2 separate regions of the Mus musculus genome follow, and region 2 is linked to region 1. The links are chromatin contacts, called in public promoter capture Hi-C maps. All regions are on one chromosome and are shown on one strand. The core of a region is the stretch at or near the end of the contact, and the rest is flanking DNA. Distances in the headings are between cores, read along the strand shown.

The links. Promoter capture Hi-C pulls out the DNA fragments that hold promoters and counts their contacts.
Region 2: a promoter capture Hi-C map of embryonic stem cells shows a contact between it and region 1. The contact joins the promoter of Sync here to the enhancer-like site in region 1. A contact is called at or near these places in 14 of 39 promoter capture datasets (the 3T3-L1 cell line, 3T3-L1-derived adipocytes, the C10 cell line and 10 more), 2 of 15 datasets of contacts at CTCF or cohesin (the G1E-ER4 cell line and the NIH/3T3 cell line), 1 of 484 Hi-C or Micro-C datasets (embryonic stem cells), 3 of 115 datasets of contacts at active chromatin or transcription factors (embryonic stem cells and fibro-adipogenic progenitors) and 3 of 9 other capture datasets (adipose tissue, liver and pancreatic islet).

The regions. Positions count from the first base shown.
Region 1 is chr4:129,159,998-129,164,790 of GRCm38.p6, reverse strand. The region is part of intron 5 of S100pbp (S100P binding protein); the gene reads left to right. Among named protein-coding and RNA genes, the nearest start is that of Fndc5, 25 kb to the right of the region's middle. Within about 2 kb of position 2,785, at least 13 of the 459 cell types and tissues checked have an H3K27ac peak or open chromatin away from gene starts, as enhancers often do. A contact at or near this core is called in embryonic stem cells and pancreatic islet, where this site is marked.
Region 2 is chr4:129,285,809-129,290,514 of GRCm38.p6, reverse strand. It overlaps Sync (syncoilin), which reads right to left and starts at 2,894. Exons shown (of 5, transcript NM_023485.3): 1 at 2,727-2,894. The coding sequence starts at 2,776.

The sequences.
Region 1 (4,793 bases), core at 1,536-4,035:
GCAGATTCAGTAAGAGATTTGGACTCAAGAAAAGGAAAGTCACCTAGCATTATCTTTGGGCCTCATGGATACACAAAAGAATTTACTAGGTTTGGGGAGAGGAGATTCTTAGTCATATAAGTAGGTTTCATAGTTGAAAAAAAGAATCCACCATAGAGCCAGGCTTCTTGCCTTTAAAGACACTAAAAATAGGTCATTGGTTTTTCTATTGAGGCTTTCTTTAATCTTATGTCACCGTCAAAGAGTGCTTCTGCTGTTCTGTTAACTATCATTCATCAATTTATAATTGTTCTCTTCTAGAGCTTCACCCATCTGTGTATTATAGTTATTTATTCTTGTACTCTGTCACTACTGAACCTCACATTCCTAAGGACAGTATCAAACTGATTCAGTTAATAACCTGTTAGTGCTAGGATAAGTTGTAGTTACTAGCCAGATGAGAGATTTTATCCTTTGGTTTTATACTGTACACAATAAGGTGAATTATCAAACTTGTCAGAATTGGGATAGCAGGTACTCACATCTATTCTCTTCATGTGTGATACAATTTACTTCTCAACTCTTTTTAATATTTATTTTTATTTTATGTGTATGAGTGTTTTATCTAAATGTATGTATGTGCACCATGTGTGTGCTTGGTGATAGCAAGAGGCCAGAAGAGGGCACTGGATCCTCTGGAACTGAAGTTACAAATGACTGTGAGCTGCTGGTGGTCCTCAGAATGGAACCCACGTCCTCTGCAAGAACAGCCAGTGCTCTTAACCCAAGTCATCTTTGCAGAACCATTTTTTCAAATTATTAAGGCCACTTACTTATTAAATGGCTCCAATACCAGCTTCATATTTATAAGTTAAGGTTTATATTAGTGATTGAATTACTGAAGTATAAGGGTTTTTTTCCCCTACAAATTTTGTTAGATGAATTTCATTTAGCCATAGAACAAAGGACAATCTTTACTACCTTTTAGCCACAACCTAAAAATAAAATCATGGTACTGGTTGTTGGTCCAAGAAAACCCATCTGTTAGAGACTATGAAGAGAAGAGAACATTTAAATGTTCCAATTCTTGTTAGCATCTCTAAATTTGGAGGAAGAAGAGGTTGAAACTAAGAACTAACATAAGGTTTTGGGTTATCAGCCTCAGCTGAGTTTGGACCTGGCTTACCAATATTAGATGGTGATCTTGGAGTATCTTCTCCAAGCTTCAGTTTTCTCATGAAGACAAATGAGTCTTAGCAATTGTTAGAGTTTCAGTGATGGATATAAAACAGAGCCCACCCGGCGCATGTATGCTTGGTGAATTTTAGTCACCATCATCTCCACATTAGTAAATCTTCTTAATAAAAATTACTCTTAGAAACAAGTTTGTTCTATCTTTCTATTTGTTTTATTAATCTGGTTTTAGGAGACAGGGTTTCTCTGTTTAGTTCTGGCTGACTTGGAACTTGCTCTGTAGACAAGGCTGGCCTAACTGCATCTCTAATGCAGATATCCATCCTCCTGAGTGTTGGAAATAAAGGCATGTGTCACACAGCCTCTAAGAATTAGCTTTTTGCAGAGTGTGGTGGCAGACACCTTTGATTCCAGGACCCGGGAGGTAGAAGCAGGCAGAGGGAGGTCGATTTCTGAGTTTGAGGCCAGCTTGATGTACCAAATGAGTTTCAGCGCTATACAGAGGAGCTGTCTCAGGGGGGAAAAAAAAAACAAAACAAAAAACCTACAGGAGAACCAAAAGAAACACCATTTCTTGTTGAATGGACAGAAACAAAATTGTTGCACCCTCTTTACCCAGTGCTGTATTAAGGTACAGCCTGAATGTGTAAGACATACTATAATAAGATTCTTGCTTTCAAGGATACTCAACTCTGGTAATATTACATTGTTGAAACTCTGTGACCTTAGACAAATTCCTTAACAATTCTGGACCTTGATTTTTTTTTTTTAATACTTTGTATAATATTGCCCAGGCAAGCCTAACACATCTGAGTTCAAGGGATTCCTCTACATTAGCTTCCTCAGTAGCTTCTAGCTGGGCATTGTAGTATCTTATTTAAAAAAAAAATGGTAGGAGCACCTTTCAGATTCTTGAGTCTTTTATAGCTCTGTCTATCCTGAAACTCACAGACCTCTGCCTCCCACGTGCGTGTGTCAGCACACCTGCCTTGGCAATATATTTTTCTGATTATTTTTTTGTTTGTTTGTTTTTCGAGACAGGGTTTTCTCTGTGTAGCCCTGGCTGTCCTGGAACTCACTCTGTAGACCAGGCTGGCCTCAAACTCAGAAATCCGCCTGCCTCTGCCTCCCAAGTGCTGGGATTAAAGGCGTGCGCCACCACCACCCAGCTCTTTTCTGAATGTTTAAATTATTATTTATTTATTGTGTTTATGTGTATATGTGCTGTGTGCATATATATGCCCAATATCACACTGAAATAGGCAAGCCCAAGACTAGTCCAAACCTCCATGACTCTGGGTGGACGAGGTTTTGGCACTGAGTATTCTCTCTCCCTCCCCCTCCTCCCTTCATCTCCCTCCCCTCCCCTCCCCTCCCCTCCCCTCCCCCTCTTCTCCTCTCTTCCTCTCCTCTCTCTTGTTTTTTCGAGACAGGGTTTCATTGTGTAGTCCTGGTTGTCCTAATACTCACTCTGTATACCTGGGTGGCTTGAAACTCAGAGATCTGCCTGCTTCTGCCTCTGAAGTGCTGGATGCAGGCTTTTAATGGCCTCTCTATACAAAGGCCAGCAAAAACAAAGGCATCACCTGCAGAGAGGATACATTGATGGAATTCTCTGCACAGCTCCAGAGATTGACCTAAATAGGCAGCGGCATGAAAAACTAACACACACACACAGGCACAGAAAAAGCCAAGGTCAGGTGGATTGGACTCCCAGCTGAGAAACAGCCGCACCTTGGAAGCTCAGCATGTTTATTATATACAGTGAAGGAGGAGGCCAGGTTATTGGATACAACTGAGCCAGGAAGAGATCTCAGTAGGGAAGTAATCTTCAGGCCATAAACATCAGGGAGATGGAGCTACAGTGGCCATTTTCCGCACAGACTGTCAACATTGGCACTTGGACAAGAGGAAAGCTTTGCCATCCCTCTGAGTCTCACTCACCCCAGGAAGAATTTTGCCAGTCTATGGTTCTGAGGCCTTGGCTCTTGACATGACTGTGACAAGTCACCAGAACACTTTCACTGAGGACTTGCTCCCTACAACGGAGTACTTGAAGAACCCCAAAAAGTTTATCTTTAAAGCAAAATGATTTATTCTGTCCCTAAGAAGATAGATCAGGTGTAGTGGCTCATGCCTACAGTTCTCACTTGGGGGAGGGAAGTAAGATAGTTCTAAGCCTGGGCTACAATAAGACCCTGCCTCAATAAATGAAAGAAAGTAATAATTTATATTTAAAAAGAAATGCTTAGGCTGGGCATGATGATGGATGCCCTTAATTCCTGTACTTAGGAGTCAGAAGATGGCAGAGTTCAAGGCCAGACTGGTCTATGTAATGTGTTCCGTGCCAGCCAGGGCTACATGATGAAACTCTGTCTCAAACAAGCAGTTATTAGTAATAGCCACTGCCTTATTAATGAGACAAGTATCTCATGGTGTGTCTGTTTATGTCTGTATGTCCCAGAGGACAACTTCAGGTTTCATTCTTCAGGAGGCATCCACCTTAGTTTTTTGTTTGAAGGTTTCTCATTGGCCTGGAGCTTGTAAATTAAGATAGGCCAGTGAACCCTAGCGATCTGCCTGCGTCTTACCTCCTTGGCACTGGGATTATTAGTGGTTATGACTACCTGGCTTTTTTTTTTTAACAAAATAGTTGTATTTAGCAGTCCTGTTTGTGTGTGTGTGTGTGTGTGTGTGTGTGTGTGTGTGTGTTTTGTGTGTGTGTGTGAGAGAGAGGGGTGTGTGGGGAGGCAATACATGCGTGAGAATAAGAGGACAGCTTGGCTAGAGTGGGTTCTGTCCTCTGTTTTATGAGGACTAAACTTAGGTTGGCAGGGATGGTGGCAACTGCCTTGACCTGCTGAGCCATCTTGCCAACCCATTTTGTAAAAATTTTGTTCTGTTATAATACAAGTGTCAGAATGTCACAGGAAGTAGGCAGTCTGTGACTTGATTAGCATTGTATACCTATTCTGATGGTCATGAATGTCCCCAAAATGCTGCCATTCTGCATCATCCTTCTACCCAATGCTACCAAGGTGCCAGAGTACACCAGCCTGCCATGTTCAAGGAACAAACCATGACAAAACCCATCTTCGTGTAGCTAAATGGATGGAACAGGATAGCCTGGAGGACCCATGGCTACTGGCACCTCACACTCTGCCTCAGTTGCTCAGCTCTATACAGTATAGTATCTTTAAAAAACTAATCCAGCCAGGTATAGTGTGGTAACGCACACCTTTGAACTCAGCACTTGGGAGGCAGAGGCAGGCAGATTTCTGAGTTCGAGGCCAGCCTGGTCTACAGAGTGAGTTCCAGGACAGTCAGGGCTACACAGAGGAACCCTGTCTCAAAAACAAACAAACAAACAAAAAACTACTCCAATCCAGGTGTGTGGTAACACATACCTTTGATCCCAGCACTCTGGAGGCAGAGAAAGACAGATCTGTGTGAATATGAGGCCAGTCTGGTCTACCTATGGAATTCCAGGTCGCTAGAGCTACATAGTCAGGCCCTGTGATAAACAAGAAAAGTAATGATCCTGGCTCAGTGCGTAGTATCTCATTGCTTTTCCTTTCTAAAGATATGATTAGATGTGATTAGTAATGTTCAACTTTTCA
Region 2 (4,706 bases), core at 1,645-4,144, 130 kb before region 1:
TGGCTTGGCTGTGCCAGCCTTCTAACAGGCCTCCTTGCCTCTCTGTAGCTAAGCCTGGCCATAATTTGCTGCCTACAACACGGTTGCTCCATGCCACAGTTGTAAAACCTTTGTGACAGTGTCTTGCTATAAAGCCCTGGCTGGCCTGATGGCCCAAGTCTTGCTATAAAGCCCTGGCTGGCCTATGGCACTCACTATGGCACAAGCTGATCCTGGACTCTCTTTTTTTAATGTTTTATATCTATGGATGTTTTGCCTGCGTACATGTCTGTGCCCCACATGTATGCCTGCTGCCCTCAGAGGTTAAAAGAAGGCATCAGATCCCCTGCAGTTATGAATGGTTGTGAGACACCATGTGGGTGCTGTGAACCCAACCTAGGTCCTCTACAAGAGCCACAAGTGCCCTTATCAGTTGAGCCATCTCTCCAATCTGTGGCCTGGAACTCTTAACGATCCTCCCAAGGATCACTGACCTCAGTCTCCCAAGTGCTTCGATTACAGGCACAAGCCATCCATGCCTGGCTCTCGGAATCTCAGAGATGTGACCCTAACCTAGAGTTTTTAGCCTCAGCTCACATTCCTCTTGCCATCCTCCTAGTGCCTGGCAGCCCAGAACTTGTGGCAACTCTTCACACCTCCTACTCCTCCGAGCCCGTAATATCTAAAGGAGCTAGCTGAAAAATGCAACTTCTTGAATACCAAGCTGCCTAAAAACACCAACCTGAACTACCAGAGAAGGTAAAATTGCCGGCACCGGGAAGGTGCAGCTGCTTGCTCGGGCAGAGTCCCTGCTTTCCCTCCTCATTATGTTCCTGCCTTGGAGTGACTTAACCTCTAGTCTAAGCACTTACATGAATACTCTCTTGTAGGCTGCTCATCTATAACGCCCAATGCAGGGGCCAGCAAGCCAAAGGGCGAAGCACCTAAGGCTCGCCTGAGTCCTGTAAGTGGAGGGAGCCTAAAGACCACCGTTCCCAGCCCACTTAACACAAGCCTAAAAGCCTCTGAAATATCATAGTCAAAGCACCTTTCTAGGGTTAGGGCTGAGACTGAGGGGCGAGCCCTTGCCTAGCAGGCAGAAAGTACTAGGTTCATTTCCCAGCCAGAATAAGTAATCTGGGCTGCTGAGATGGCTCAGTGGGTAAGAGCACCTGACTGCTCTTCCGAAGGTCCAGAGTTCAAATCCCAGCAACCACATGGTGGCTCACAACCATCCGTAACGAGATCTGACGCCCTCTTCTGGAGTGTCTGAAGACAGCTACAGTGTACTTACATATAAATAAATAAATCTTTAAAAAAAAAAAAAGTAATCTGTTGCTGGGCAGTGGTGGCGCATGTCTTTAATCCCAGCACTTGGGAGGCAGAAGCAGGTGGATTTCAGTGAGTTAAAGGCCAGCCTGATCTACAGAGTGATTTCCAGGATGGCCAGGGCTAAAAGAAATATTTTTTTAAAAAATCTGTTTACTTAACAAATGTCTAAACATGCTGCAACTCCATCTCCTTGGTACCGTATCCCAACAATACCAACTTGTGTCTTCAGGACATTCTGAATGGAATGCAGTTTCATCATCAGGAGGAGTGACTTTAAGTTATACAGGTACGTTTGTCCACTGGATGAGAGCGGATGTCCTGAGGACAGGGCTACTTGTGGGGCCCTTGGAAGGCAAGAAGAAAACAACTGAACTTCCAGGGGAAGTTGTGCCCAAGGTCAAGTGGCAGGTCTGTGGTATAGAACCCAGGCCTCCTGAGTTACAGGCTGCCACACCACCCTGGGTACCAGAGGTTGTCCTCGGCTAACTGCCTCTCTACTGAGCTGGCATAGAAGCAGATTACAGGAGGCCAAGCAAGAGAGGGACAGGGCCCAGCTGGGGTCCCTGACCTCAACACCTCTGCCACTCTGTCTCTGTCCCAGAGGACTTGGGCAACTCCTTTATGCTGTCCATCAGACTGTGACTTGGACGTGTGTATTACATGTCATGCAAACAAAGGTTCGTGCCTGGCTTCAAGCTTATTAGTGTGTGTGTAGGGAATACAGGCAAAATGTGTTAAGAACCCAGCTTAGGGTTGTCTTCTCATGTGACAACAGGGTTTACCAGGAAGTATTCCCATAATTTGATACACTGGGAAGTCCCTGGGCCACAATGTGACCTGAGGCAAAATGACTCCACAATCCCCAGTGGTAAAGTTCCAGTGTGGACAGCTGTTGGGCTCAGCCAGGGCCCAGTGCTAGGCCAGGAGAACAACTGCCTCTCTAGGCCACCACCCTGAGCCACACCAGGGAGAGAGAGCTGACCGAACAGACTCAACTTCAAGCTGGCAGGTGCCCAACCCTGCACCAAGTGGCTCAAATGCAGTGAATTCTCAAATGGTTTCTCCCTAGCCCCGCTAACAAGTGAATAAGAAACGGGAAAAATAAGACTTTAAAAAAAAAAAAAAGACCCAAAACTTATACTCTTTAGTCAGTTAGGCCAACTACATTTTGACAGGTTGCTAGCCTGAAAGGATTAATCGCACTCAGCCTGTGGAAGGAGTGACACAGACCCCCGGAGGTGTCAGGTCCCCAAGCCAGGGCCTCCCATCTCCCTTCCCCGGTGGCTCCGCCCCGTGCCACACCCGGGCATGACCACTACCCACAGCCAAGGGAAAAGGGCCGCGGGTCGGGGATGGGAGCCCACCCAGCACCCCCTGTCCTACTGGGCGGCGACACGAGCCCTAGAGGATCCTACCTCGAGGCCCGGGCGCCGTCCCCGCCGCGCAGGGGTTCCGGGCTGGCCATGGCTGCGCGACCCCGGGCTCGCCCGGAGTGTTATTAATAGCCAACGCCGTCGGCGATTGTGCCGGTGCCGGCGCCCGCCGCACTGCCAGCTGCAGCGGACACCAGATCCCGGCGGCCCGGGCGGGACGCGCCCACTTGGCCGGACGATTACCCGCGGGAGGAGGGCGCGGGCCCCGCGGCCCTGGGGGCGGGGAGAGGGTGGGAGGGGATGGGGTGGGGTGGGATGAGGGGGCGGCCCAGCGGCACTTCGCGAACCTTCCTTTCATCTCTCCACCTTTCCTTCTGGCCCTGGTTGCATGGTGAGGAGAGGAGGGGGCTGTTCGGTCCCAGGGGAGCTGCCCCCCGAGTTCAATGAAGGCGGGAGGAAGATTTACTGGTGGGGTACCCAGAGGGATCCAGCGCCCCTCGTGTCGGCGCCTTGCGATCCCCACCCACGCAAGGGCTTGGAGCCGGGTCATCTTCTTGGTGGCCTGCAGCTGTCATGAGGGGGTGGGGCAAGGCGCCTGCTGGAGAGGGGGGGGGGTGGTTAACTGCCACACCCCATGCGTCTGGGGACAGCTGGGGGCCACGGCTGAGGAAGAACGGCTTAAGGCAATAAAGTTGAGTCTGTTTAATTCAGGTTTCTTCCCCTCGCCCTGGAAGGTTTCTTGGGGTCTTCTGAGAGGTCGATTTGTCGCTCCTGCTCAGTCACTTCTGTTGTGTTTCAAGGCACGCACCCACCCCTAAGTCTTCGACCCTCCGGTGTCCTAGTTAGACTTCCACACTGAAGGCACCCTCCCCCTCCCCCCAGGACGAGCTGCTGGACCCCTTCCCAAACCTGAGCCCCAGGCATTCTTTCTCTGAATACTTTTTCCCACTCAGTCCCCGAGTCAGGGAGGGAGGAGGGCTTTGATTCAATCGCAGAAGAATGCTGTGCACCTAGCGGCCAGGGCCAGAAGGCTGTACTCCGTTTAATCAGATCTTAGAGCATCCTATGGGATGGCGAATGAGGACTGATGCCCGGGTGTTGTTGACTGGGTAGCTTGTGCGTTGTGATCCTTGTGCCCACAGCTGGGAACATCTGGCGAAGGTTCTGTGTGTGCAGCAAGAGATGGGTCTAAGGTTGTATCCCCAGTGTGACTTCCTTCCAGTCCTGGTCCTGGGTGGTCGTGTGGAAGTGCAGCTCTATGATGTGAGAGCAGGGTGATTGTGCCAGGTGTGATCATCCTGAGGGGAAGTGGGTGCTGGCTGCAGACTACGGAGCAGGTGTATAACCATGTGTGACTGTATGCCTGACTGGGCTGCCATGTGCCAGTGTGGCAGCTGAGGGGTAGGGGTGGCTGTGGCTGTGCACACTCTGGGAGTGTCTCCCGGAGCTGTGTTTTTTGCATCTTTTTGTAGACTGCAAGAGGGAGGAATCCAAAAGCCCAGAGCAACCCAATATACCCATGTAAGGTCTATAGAAGAGGAGATTTGGAGGCAGCTGGTCATTTTCTGACTTAGCCCTGAAATATTCCAGGGGAGGATGTTGGCAGACCTCCGGGCTTCTTGCTGGACAGCTGTTGCCAGTCACAGAGAAGGAAGGGAGCAAGGGCAAGGCCTGCCAGCCTGCTGTTTACCCAAGGTGCTAGGCAACAGGCAGCAAGGGTGGTAGTCACAGGGGCTGGCTGCCTCTTCCCTCCCAGCCCCCTTGCCCAGGAGCTGGCAGGGATGTCCCCAAGGCCACATCTCTAACTCCTGGCAGCTCCCACTAAGCTCCTTAGTGTGAAAAACCGATTCCCTACTAAGTCCAGAAACCCCTTCAAGCTTGGACCTTTGTCCTTGCTGCTGTCTATGTCAGATTCTGCCGTCCCTCAGAGCTCAGCTCCCATGTGGTCTCCTGAGAGGAGCACCCCTCATAGGATTCACATATCCACTGCTCCATCACCTTGCTTATCCTTTGCACCGCAGG